2 separate regions of the Oryctolagus cuniculus genome follow, and region 1 is linked to region 2. A link is a contact called in public Hi-C data. All regions are on one chromosome and are shown on one strand. Each heading gives the region's core, a stretch centred on a gene start, on an enhancer-like site or on the middle of the called end of the contact. The rest is flanking DNA. Distances are from core to core; before and after follow the strand shown.

Region 1 (4,544 bases), core at 1,532-4,031, 46 kb after region 2:
TCTCTCTGCCTTTCAAACAAAATGAAAACACATTTTTAAAATGTTTTAAAATCAAGGGATAAGTGGCACAGCAGTTAAGATGCTGTTTGAGACATCTGTGTACCATATCAGAGTGCTTGACTCTATTCCGGCCCTGCTTCCGATCCAGCTTCCTGCTGGCATACACCCTGGGAGGCAGCAGGTGATGGCTCAAGTGCTTGAGTCCCTGCCATCTACGTAAGAGAACCAGACTGAGTTCCAGGCTCCTGACTTCCATGGAGCCCAGACCTGGCTGGTGCAGGCATTTGAGTAGTGAACCAGTGGATGGAAGATTGGTCCTTCTCTCTCTCTCTCCTCCTCCTGTCTTTCAAATAAAATGAAAATAAATAGATAAAAATTTAAAAATCTCTAAGGGGCAGGTGTTTGGCCTGGTGGTTAAGAAACCGCTAAGGATACCCCTATGCCAACTGGAACACCACTTCAAATTCCAGCTTCCTGCTAATGCGCACCCTGGGAGGCAGCAGGTGATGGCTCAGGCTGTTGGGTCTCTGCTCCCCATGAAGGAGTTCCAGCTTTAGGCCTTGGCCTGCCCAAGGGATTTACTGGGGAGTAAACCAGCAGGAGCTCGCTTGCTCGTACACTCCCGTCTCTCAAATAAATAAAAACAAACAAAAATTCCCAGGTACCAGACAAGCTACTATCAAGAGCTTTAGAAGCAGCCACCAAAGTACCAACACCTACTGCCCTGATCCTACGTGTGGAGCTGTCGCAGTAAATTTAAACTCCTTAGTATGCATGTGGAGAAAAACGTTTCCACCTCCTCCCCAGGACACAGGAGGATACATGCACCCCGAATTCCTACATCATCTGTTGGATCCACCTATAACCATGACAACTGGAAACACCACAAAAGACAGCTGAACTATGTAAAGGCCGGGGTAAATAGGTAAGTGAAAAAGAAAGAAAGAAAAAATACACACACACACTTTAAGGTCCAAGAACATAAAGTCTTGGAGTTATGAATGGCAGCCAAAAATGCCTTTACCGAAGGAGGTGAAGCAAGCAGAATGCGAAGGGAAGAGAACAGGAAACAAGGCTTACTAATATGTCCCATTCTCAGGGGTCCAGCTGGGGCTCAGGGTTGGCAAGGCAAACTGCGACACACAGAAACGCCCCTCCCTCTTCCCTTGTCCCTCCTACAACAATCGAGCTATTCCTGCCAAAGCTACTGAGCAAACCTTTTGCTGGTAAGTTTCTCTTTTCCTCATAGAGTCCTGATGGCAGCAGTAAGAAGCTACAAGGTAAACAGAAGAGTGGCAACACGGGAGCACACTTAAGGACCACGTTTGAACTGCCAACTGGAAACCCAGGTCCCAGCTCACTAAAATCCCACGGTGCTTAAAGTTTTTTAATTCTTTTTATTTGCCAAAATGAAAGAAAAGTCATTTTTATTACTTAAAACTTCCACTGGTCAAGTTCCTGCCCACCATTAGTCTCTAACTGTCTTTGTTTTCATGTGATGATCACAGAGCTTCAATAATGTACAGCTAAAACCAAAGTGCTAAGGGAGATCTTTCATAAAAAAAAAAAAAAAAAAAAAGGTGGGGGCCACAGGTCACACAGGTAGGGGGAGGTGAGAACCTTGTCTGGATTCCCAACGCCTCCAACTGCAGGCTCTGCATCTCCACTTTATCTGGTTCTCTGAAGATAACCAGAGTTTTACCAAGAGGAACCCTCCGACACACACTCAAGTTTCTTTCCTATGACCTTTAGCCTCCTTAGCAAGGCCACCAAAATCCCTGCGCAAAGAATTGAATGGGTTGGGCGTCTACTCCTAAACACAGGGGAAGTTCCTAAGAGTCGAGGAAAGGAAAAGTAACTTGCAAGTCGCAGCTAAGTTTCAACAGCAGGGTCAGCGTGGGACACGCCGGCTCCGGGAGGTGTCTGTAGCCCGGGAGTCTCTAGGGAAACACAGATGCGAACAGGGCTTTGTCTCCAAGTCCCTCGCATAATTTAAATTCTCCCTTTTGGATAGGAGCACGAGCTCACAGTCGGGCAAGTCTCGCGCACGGCCCAGGAAGAAGGCGGGCGCATGGTCAAGGGGCTCTTTATCCCGCAGGTCCCCGCAACACCGCGATGCGCATGCGCCCCGAGGGCAGCGAGAAGGCACCCCAAGCTCGTTCACACTCGCGCATGCGCAGTCACCCATCTCGCCGCAGGCGACAGCTCACTATTTGGCAAGGGGGATGGGGCTGGGAAATGATTGGGGGGGGTGCCGAAGGCAGGGGGCGCGTTTGTGTCTCCTGAATGCTTGGGATAAGGAGAAGGACGGTTGATTAGGCTCTGGCATTCGCGAACCAAGTAACCCGGTGCAGGAAATGGGGCAGAGAGGAGCATATGTGTGTTGGGGGGGGGGGGGGAGTGGGAGGTCAATCACCTCTTAAGGGAGGCGCCCCCCGACTCCGACACGACAACCCCCTCCCTCGACTCTCCTCCCCCCCACTCACCTGAGAGCGGCGGCGACAGCTGCTGGTCCCCGTCCCCCTGCGCTCGCCTCATACTGTCCGCAACATCCGGGACCTGCGGGACCGCCGATACACAAATACACATACACTCGGAACGCGCACACTCACACACATACCCCCCGACACACACCGGCCGGAGCGTCCTGGCGTCAGCACGTCGACGCAGCGAACGCGTACCCGCCGGGCCCCACCCCGCGCGGCCGCCTCCCCTCCTCTCCGGGCCGCTTCCCTGCCCTCCCTGGCTTCTCCCGCCCCTCCTCCCGCTTCCTCAAGACTCCGCCTCCTCCCCCCAACGCGCATGCGTCCCGGCGGCCTCGCCCAGGTCCGGGGACTTGACGGGGAGGAGGGGCCTGGGTCGAAAGAGGCGGGAACTCGGCGGGGGTCGCGTGCCCTGCGCGGTAGGACGTGGCAAGGCGCGAGGACCGAAGAGAGACAAACCAAGTGGAGGGGCAGGGCGTCGTTGGAACGAGAAAGGCTCACAACAGCAGCTTCCACTTGCAAGCAGTTTATGGTTTGCCAAGTACTTGAGCTCATTTTCTTTAAACCAGCCCTTTCAGGAACATCGGTTTGGGACTTTAGGGTGATGCTAGAGGTCCTTTTAAGCCTCTTTTTTTTTTTTTTTTTTTTTTTTTTTTGACAGGCAGAGTGGACAGTGAGAGAGAGAGAAAGGTCTTCCTTTTGCTGTTGGTTCACCCTCCAATGGCCACTGCGGCCGGCTCACCGCACTGATCTGAAGCCAGGAGCCAGGTGCTTCTCCTGGTCTCCCATGGGGTGCAGGGCCCAAGGACTTGGGTCATCCTCCACTGCACTCCCTGGCCACAGCAGAGAGCTGGCCTGGAAGAGGGGCAAGCGGGACAGAATCCGGCGCCCCGACCGGGACTAGAACCCGGTGTGCCGGCGCCGCAAGGCGGAGGATTAGCCTAGTGACCCGCGGCGCCAGCCAAGCCTCCTTTGAAAGTTAGCGCTTGGAAACAAAAGGAAGGAGCCGGCGTTGTGGCACAACGGGGTAAGCTGCTGCATGCAGCGCCAACATCCCATTCGAGCGTCGTTTTGAGTCCCAGCCGCTCCACCTTCCTGCTGACGTTCCAGGAAAGCAGCGGAAGACGGCCCAAGAGCTGGCATTCCTGCCACCCTCGTGGGAGATCCGGATGAAACCCGGCGTCTCTCCCAAGGTTGCCTCCGCCCCAGCGGTGCAGGCTGTTTGGGGGGGGGGGGGGGGTGAACCAGCCTGTGGGAAGATGTCTCTGTCTCTCCCTCTCTCTCTAACTGTGCCTTTCCAATAAATATTCTAAAAAAGAAAAAAAAAAGGACCCCTCTTTTGGGAAAGGCAGCGGGATCTTTAGGTGGCCTCGCTGGAAGGAAGCAGTTCCATGACCATTGGCTTGGCCCCGGTCTCTCCTAGCTCCCCGACGGGATAAAATGATGCCTGATGTTAGTGAAAGAGAAAAACCTGGGGCCAGGGTTGTGGTGCAGCAAGTTAAGCCGCAGCCTGGGCCACGTGCACCCCATATTAGCGCTAGCTCAGGCGCCAGCTGCTCCACTTCTGATCCGCTCTCTGCTGAGGCACCTGGGACAGCAGCAGAGCATGGCCTGAGTGTTTGGGCCCCTGCACCCTTGTGGGAGTCCCAGGTGGAGTTCCAGGCTTCTGGCTTGGGCCTGGTCTAGCCCTGGCGGATGCAACCATTTGGGGAGTGAACCAGTGGATGGAAGCGCTCGCTCGCTCTCTCTCTCTCTCTCACTCACTCCCCTTTCAAATAAATCTTTAAAAAGCAAATCTCAGAGGTCATGGCCCTGGGAGGGAAAATGTCGCCTCCCTATTAGAGGGGCAGTGATGGGATATTTGTTACTGCTACGATTCTTTCCTTTAGCTCAAACTTTGAAGAGTTAGCCTTACTGAATGAAGCCAGAAACTGCAGAGCAGGCACCGTCTCGGTCATTCTGCAGACATACACATACATGATGCAGGCGCACCCAGCGTAGGATGCAACCTGCTGAGCCCTGACACAGGTGACAAGGTGTGGGCCCTGCCTTGGGAACGGC
Region 2 (4,796 bases), core at 1,032-3,531:
AAAAAAGCAACAGCCTAACAGAAAAACGGGGGAAGAGGGAGACAACGGTTTACAGAAATGGAAACACCAGTGGCTCTTAGATATATAAAAGATGTTCAGCCCTCATTCATACTAAGATAGATGCAAATTAAACCACACACTGTTTCACCCACTGAATTGGCAAAGATCAAAATGTTTGGTAACACTTGCTCAGGGTAAGGAGAACGTTTTTGGTTGGAGAATAAACTGCTGCAATCCCTGTGAAGGGCAATGTCTCAGAATAAGAAATGTACACCCCCTCTGATCAGCAATCCCACTTCTACAAATGTAACCTTGCTGATATATTTTACAAGACAAGAATCAAAGGGTTTTCACTGTGGCACTATTTGTAAACATACAAAATAGGACATAACTTGAAAGTCCATCAACAATGGTAGAATAAGCATCTATAGAAAAAAAAAAGAATAAGGAAGTTATTTCTACTTTTTAAATAGAAAATGTATTACTAAGGACGGTGGTTACTTCCTAGGAAGGAAAATTCAGTTTGGTACTTTACAGTTTTGAATTGTGTGAATTTATCACCTATTCAAGGAGTAAATAAAAACATTTAGGAGGATAATTCCTCTACAAACTTCCCAAGTTGTAGGAAGGCTCATAAGTCAGAACCACGTGAGAGACAAAGTGGAGCTCTTCAGTGGCTCCATGGCTATCTGAATTGGGCCCACCTCCTCATCAGGACTGCCTCCGCCTCCCCGACACTGCCAGCCCTCCACTTAGTTACCAAGCGGTGAATTCTGCTCTCTGGCCACATCAGGCACTTTTCCTCACCCTCGAAAGCTCTTCCTTCCCTCAGGGCTTTTCACAGTGGCTCTTCTTGTCATCTAGCTCTCCCTCCAAGTGGAGTATCCTCAGAGAGGTCTTCCCCAACCACTCAACCTGTAGTACCCCCTTCTGGCCTGCTCCTCCCATCACACTGCCTCTCTTATTACCACTATCTGAAATGATCTCTGATTTTTCCCTTATGTCTCCCTGACTAGAAGTTATGCCTACCTGGCAAGACACCATTCTCAGTGACCAGGATGGAATCCTAATGGGCACTCAATAAATTCATGGGGCTTGTGCTGTGGCATAGCAGGTGAAGCCACTGCCTGCAACACTGACATCCCATTTGGGCACTGGTTTGTGTCCCAGGTGCTCCACTTCTGATCCTCCCTGCTAATGTGCCTGGGAAAACAGTGGAAGATGGAACAAGTGGTTGGGCCTTTGCATCCATGTGGGAGACCTGGAATAAGCTCTGGGTTCCTGGCTTTGGTTTGGCTCAGCCCTGACGGTTGCAGCCATCTAGGGAGTGAACCAGAGGGGATGGAAGATCCCTCTTTCTCTTCCTTCTCTCTCTGCAACTCTGACTTTCAAATAAATAAATTAATTAAACAAAAATCTGGTCAATGAAATTGTGGTTGAATAAATAGATTTTCTCTTTTGAAATCATATTTTTCCTTAATGAGTTCTAGTTATAAAGTTAAAATGGGAGTTGAATGAATGCAACTATAGGAATCTAAGCATTCTTTTGAAACAATACATTTAAAAAATTATCAGTTCAGTTCACTCCAATTTAAAATACATTTCAAAATTACACTCTTCCTTAATTTAAAAAAAATTTTTTTTAATTCAAGAAAACTTGGAAGAGAAGGGAAACTTGAAAGGGGTATGGGGGAGTTCCTGAAACCAAAAGATAAAGTGAGAGAAGCACACTTCCTGGAATAAGTCAATTCTGGCTACAGAAAGTACCATTACAGCAGCTGCCAGGAGCCCAGGCTACACCTCTAAATTATCTCAAGTTAAATTCTATATAATAAAATTTCAATATGCTGACAGTCAGCTGAGGCAGATTTTTAGCATTTTCTTAGATTTGACTTATGATTTTCATATCAGACACTGGGTTTGAGTCCCTTAAAATTGCCAAGTGGAGAACAGATAATTATCATTTAATATACACACAATTCAAACATGTAAATATGTAGACATATCTTAAAATATACACAGACACAACTATACGAAGCTAATGCACAGAACATATTTCTGAGTTGCTTTCCCAACGGTTTTACGTAAGGACAAATCAGACACTGGTATTTCCTGTGCAAGTCAGTGCCCCTGGCTCACAGATATTTCTTATGCAGTAGACATGCTGAAATGAAGAAGTTTAGAAACTTTTTTGTATATAAACAGGCTTCAACCTCCTTCTTGATCTAAGGACAGAGTACAGCTAGAAGATAGTAAGACACAGTGTTTTGTAGAAATAGCCTGGCTAGCAAAGCTCATCCAGGCAAAGTCGAGCTGAAGACGAACAAGGAGGCACATCCAGTAGGAAAACAACAGATTGCTCCCCCTGCCTCGCAAGCCTCAGTGTGTGCTGGCTGTTTGCTGCCTTACTGCCCTTCTTACAGGTTATAAATAACTACAAACTGTCCTTGTCCCCAAGGAGACCTTAGCAGCTAGCTCAAAGGTTAAAATGCAGGATAATTCTCACTGTGGATGCATTTTTTTTTTTTAGTTAGCAAAAACAAAGAGCAGAAAAATTTATTGCCAATTTAAATTAAGCTGGGAAATCATTCCTTCTCCTTAAAAGCTGTTCATTATGTAAGAGCTACTGATACAGACATATCAGCACGATTCTCTACCCCAAAATCTGTCCAGGAAGATTGCAACACATCTCTGCTCCACACGCAGACATCTGTCCTGGAAAGGGGCAGATGCCACTTAATCACCTTGCAGGACTGCAACTCCTTAGATCTTTCTGAAGACTTTTTGTTTGGTTTTCTAATTTAGGCACAAGTGACTGCTAAGCTAAATATATCCCCATAACATCAGAGGGGAAAAAAAATCTACAGTTGGGTGGAGGACCCAGCAGACTCAACCATGGCTGCACAAGTAGAGGTCTCATAGGTGATGTGCTGCTGCTGCTAATAACAGAGCCCCCGCTAGGAAGAAAAACTCCTGCAGCTGTTTAAAAACAAAAAACAAAACCAGCAGATAGGGTTCATCAGATTAAGCTTTTCCACGCATCACTTTCAAAACCCATCACTTGGGAGATATCCGAAAAAGAGCTACAATGATCCAAGCCAGGAAACAAAACGTGATTATAAAGGGGCTATTTCACTTCAAAGTGGGTCTCCGTTCCAAAAGAAAACATCCTTAGGAATGAATTTAGAAAGGCAAAACCAAACAATCAGCAACTTTTTCATTCTCACAAATTAGAATCATGTGTTGATTCCACGGAATAGCTTGGGCACAAATCTCTAGGGCCACGAAGAGCAAAGTTGGGAAAGATGAATATGTTAACACATCCCACATATTATCAAAAATTTCTCATCTAGGTTGAAAAAAATCTACTTAATAGAAACAAGAGCTGAAAAAGAATCCATAAAGGGAGGAAAGAGAAAGAAGAGGGGAAACCCTGTTAAGATTCTATTTGTTGTATAATGAATATTCCCAAAGCTGTTTTGGGAGTTGAGAGGCTGTGGTCTTCTACCCTGTCGTTTATGATTAAGAACCTTATAAAATATAAGCAGTAAATGGTAAACAGATGAAAGAGGCAGCCCTGATACCACCTAAGCATGTCCAGTCTGAGGAATTCAAATACAGAACAGTCACTTCATGAAACAAACAGGAGAGGTTGCATAACCCCACAAGTCCCAAAAGACCTTGTCGACCTTGGACCCAAAAGACCTTGTCGACCTTGGAGGCCTTGCAGAAGCCAAACCAGGGGTGAGGGGTGGAGTGTACTCCTTGGCTTTCTATACTTCAGTCAAGCCATTTCAAAATCTTTTTTATGAAGTTTTTGTTTAATAAGTCTATAGGCACTTGCTATTTTCTTTTTTTAAAATGTTTGTCTATTTTTTATTTGAAAGGCAAAGTTAGAGAGAGAGAAGGAGAGGGAGAGAGAGCTTTCATCCACTGGTTCACTCTCCAAATGGCCACAATGGCTAGGGCTAGGCCAAGCTGTACAAGCCAGGAGCTTCTTCTGGGTCTCCCACATGGGTGCAGGGGCCCAAGCACTTGGGCCATCTTCCCCTGCTTTCCCAGGTGCACTGGTAGGGAAACAGATCTGAAGTGGAGCAGCCAGGACTTGAATGGGTACCCATAATGTGATGCCAGCGTTGCAGGCGGTTTAACCTGCTATGCCACAACTTTGGCTCCTTCAGAGCAGTTTGCTAACAACTATCTGGCTACAGAAGGGGCCCAAGAAATTAATTTCAAAAGAGAAAATCTAAATTGTCTTAAGGTATACAATCTGGAATAAATGCATTAACTTGAACATTGAAAAGGCCCTCCTGCCAGAGAGAATTTGATCTACAACAAAGGCAACCAATTACATTCAAAATTACTACTATCTACTATCTAGCAGTACAGAATTACTATTCCCCGGAAATGATTCTTTTTATGAAAGCACTCAGACCTCCCTGTGACTGAGACAGATGAGACAGAGGGAGGTCTATGCACGCATGGACCTTACCTAAGAAAACAAATTCCCTCTTCTTCCCCCAACTCCTAAAGCTAGTAAAAATAAGCCAAACTCTGTGTTAATGTTAAGGTTCTAAGTAAACTAACTGGAACAAAGGATAGGCAAGAAGTGCTCAGATTTAAATGTTCATTCCAAAACTCATGACTCAAGGAAAAAGTAAAACCACACTGGCACACAAAACAGGAAAGTTAGACAGAACGTCTGTTTTAACAGACTTTCCTGATCCTGACAATCTGTATTAGGACTTAGGACTAAATGCACCAACACCTATTTTACCTAACAAGATTCTAGAAGC

Evidence for each region. A called contact is a pair of places that touch in the nucleus more often than the background predicts.
Region 1: a Hi-C map of liver shows a contact between it and region 2, with 4 times the contacts expected there. The contact joins the promoter of SPOP here to the enhancer-like site in region 2. A contact is called at or near these places in 3 of 6 Hi-C or Micro-C datasets (liver, psoas muscle and skin fibroblasts).

What each region holds. Positions count from the first base shown.
Region 1 is chr17:25,685,157-25,689,700 of mOryCun1.1, forward strand. SPOP (speckle type BTB/POZ protein) reads right to left here and starts at 2,782. Exons shown (of 11, transcript XM_002719303.5): 1 at 2,487-2,782.
Region 2 is chr17:25,639,535-25,644,330 of mOryCun1.1, forward strand. The region is part of intron 2 of SPOP (speckle type BTB/POZ protein); the gene reads right to left. Among named protein-coding and RNA genes, the nearest start is that of SPOP, 46 kb to the right of the region's middle. Within about 2 kb of position 2,282, at least 3 of the 8 cell types and tissues checked have an H3K27ac peak or open chromatin away from gene starts, as enhancers often do.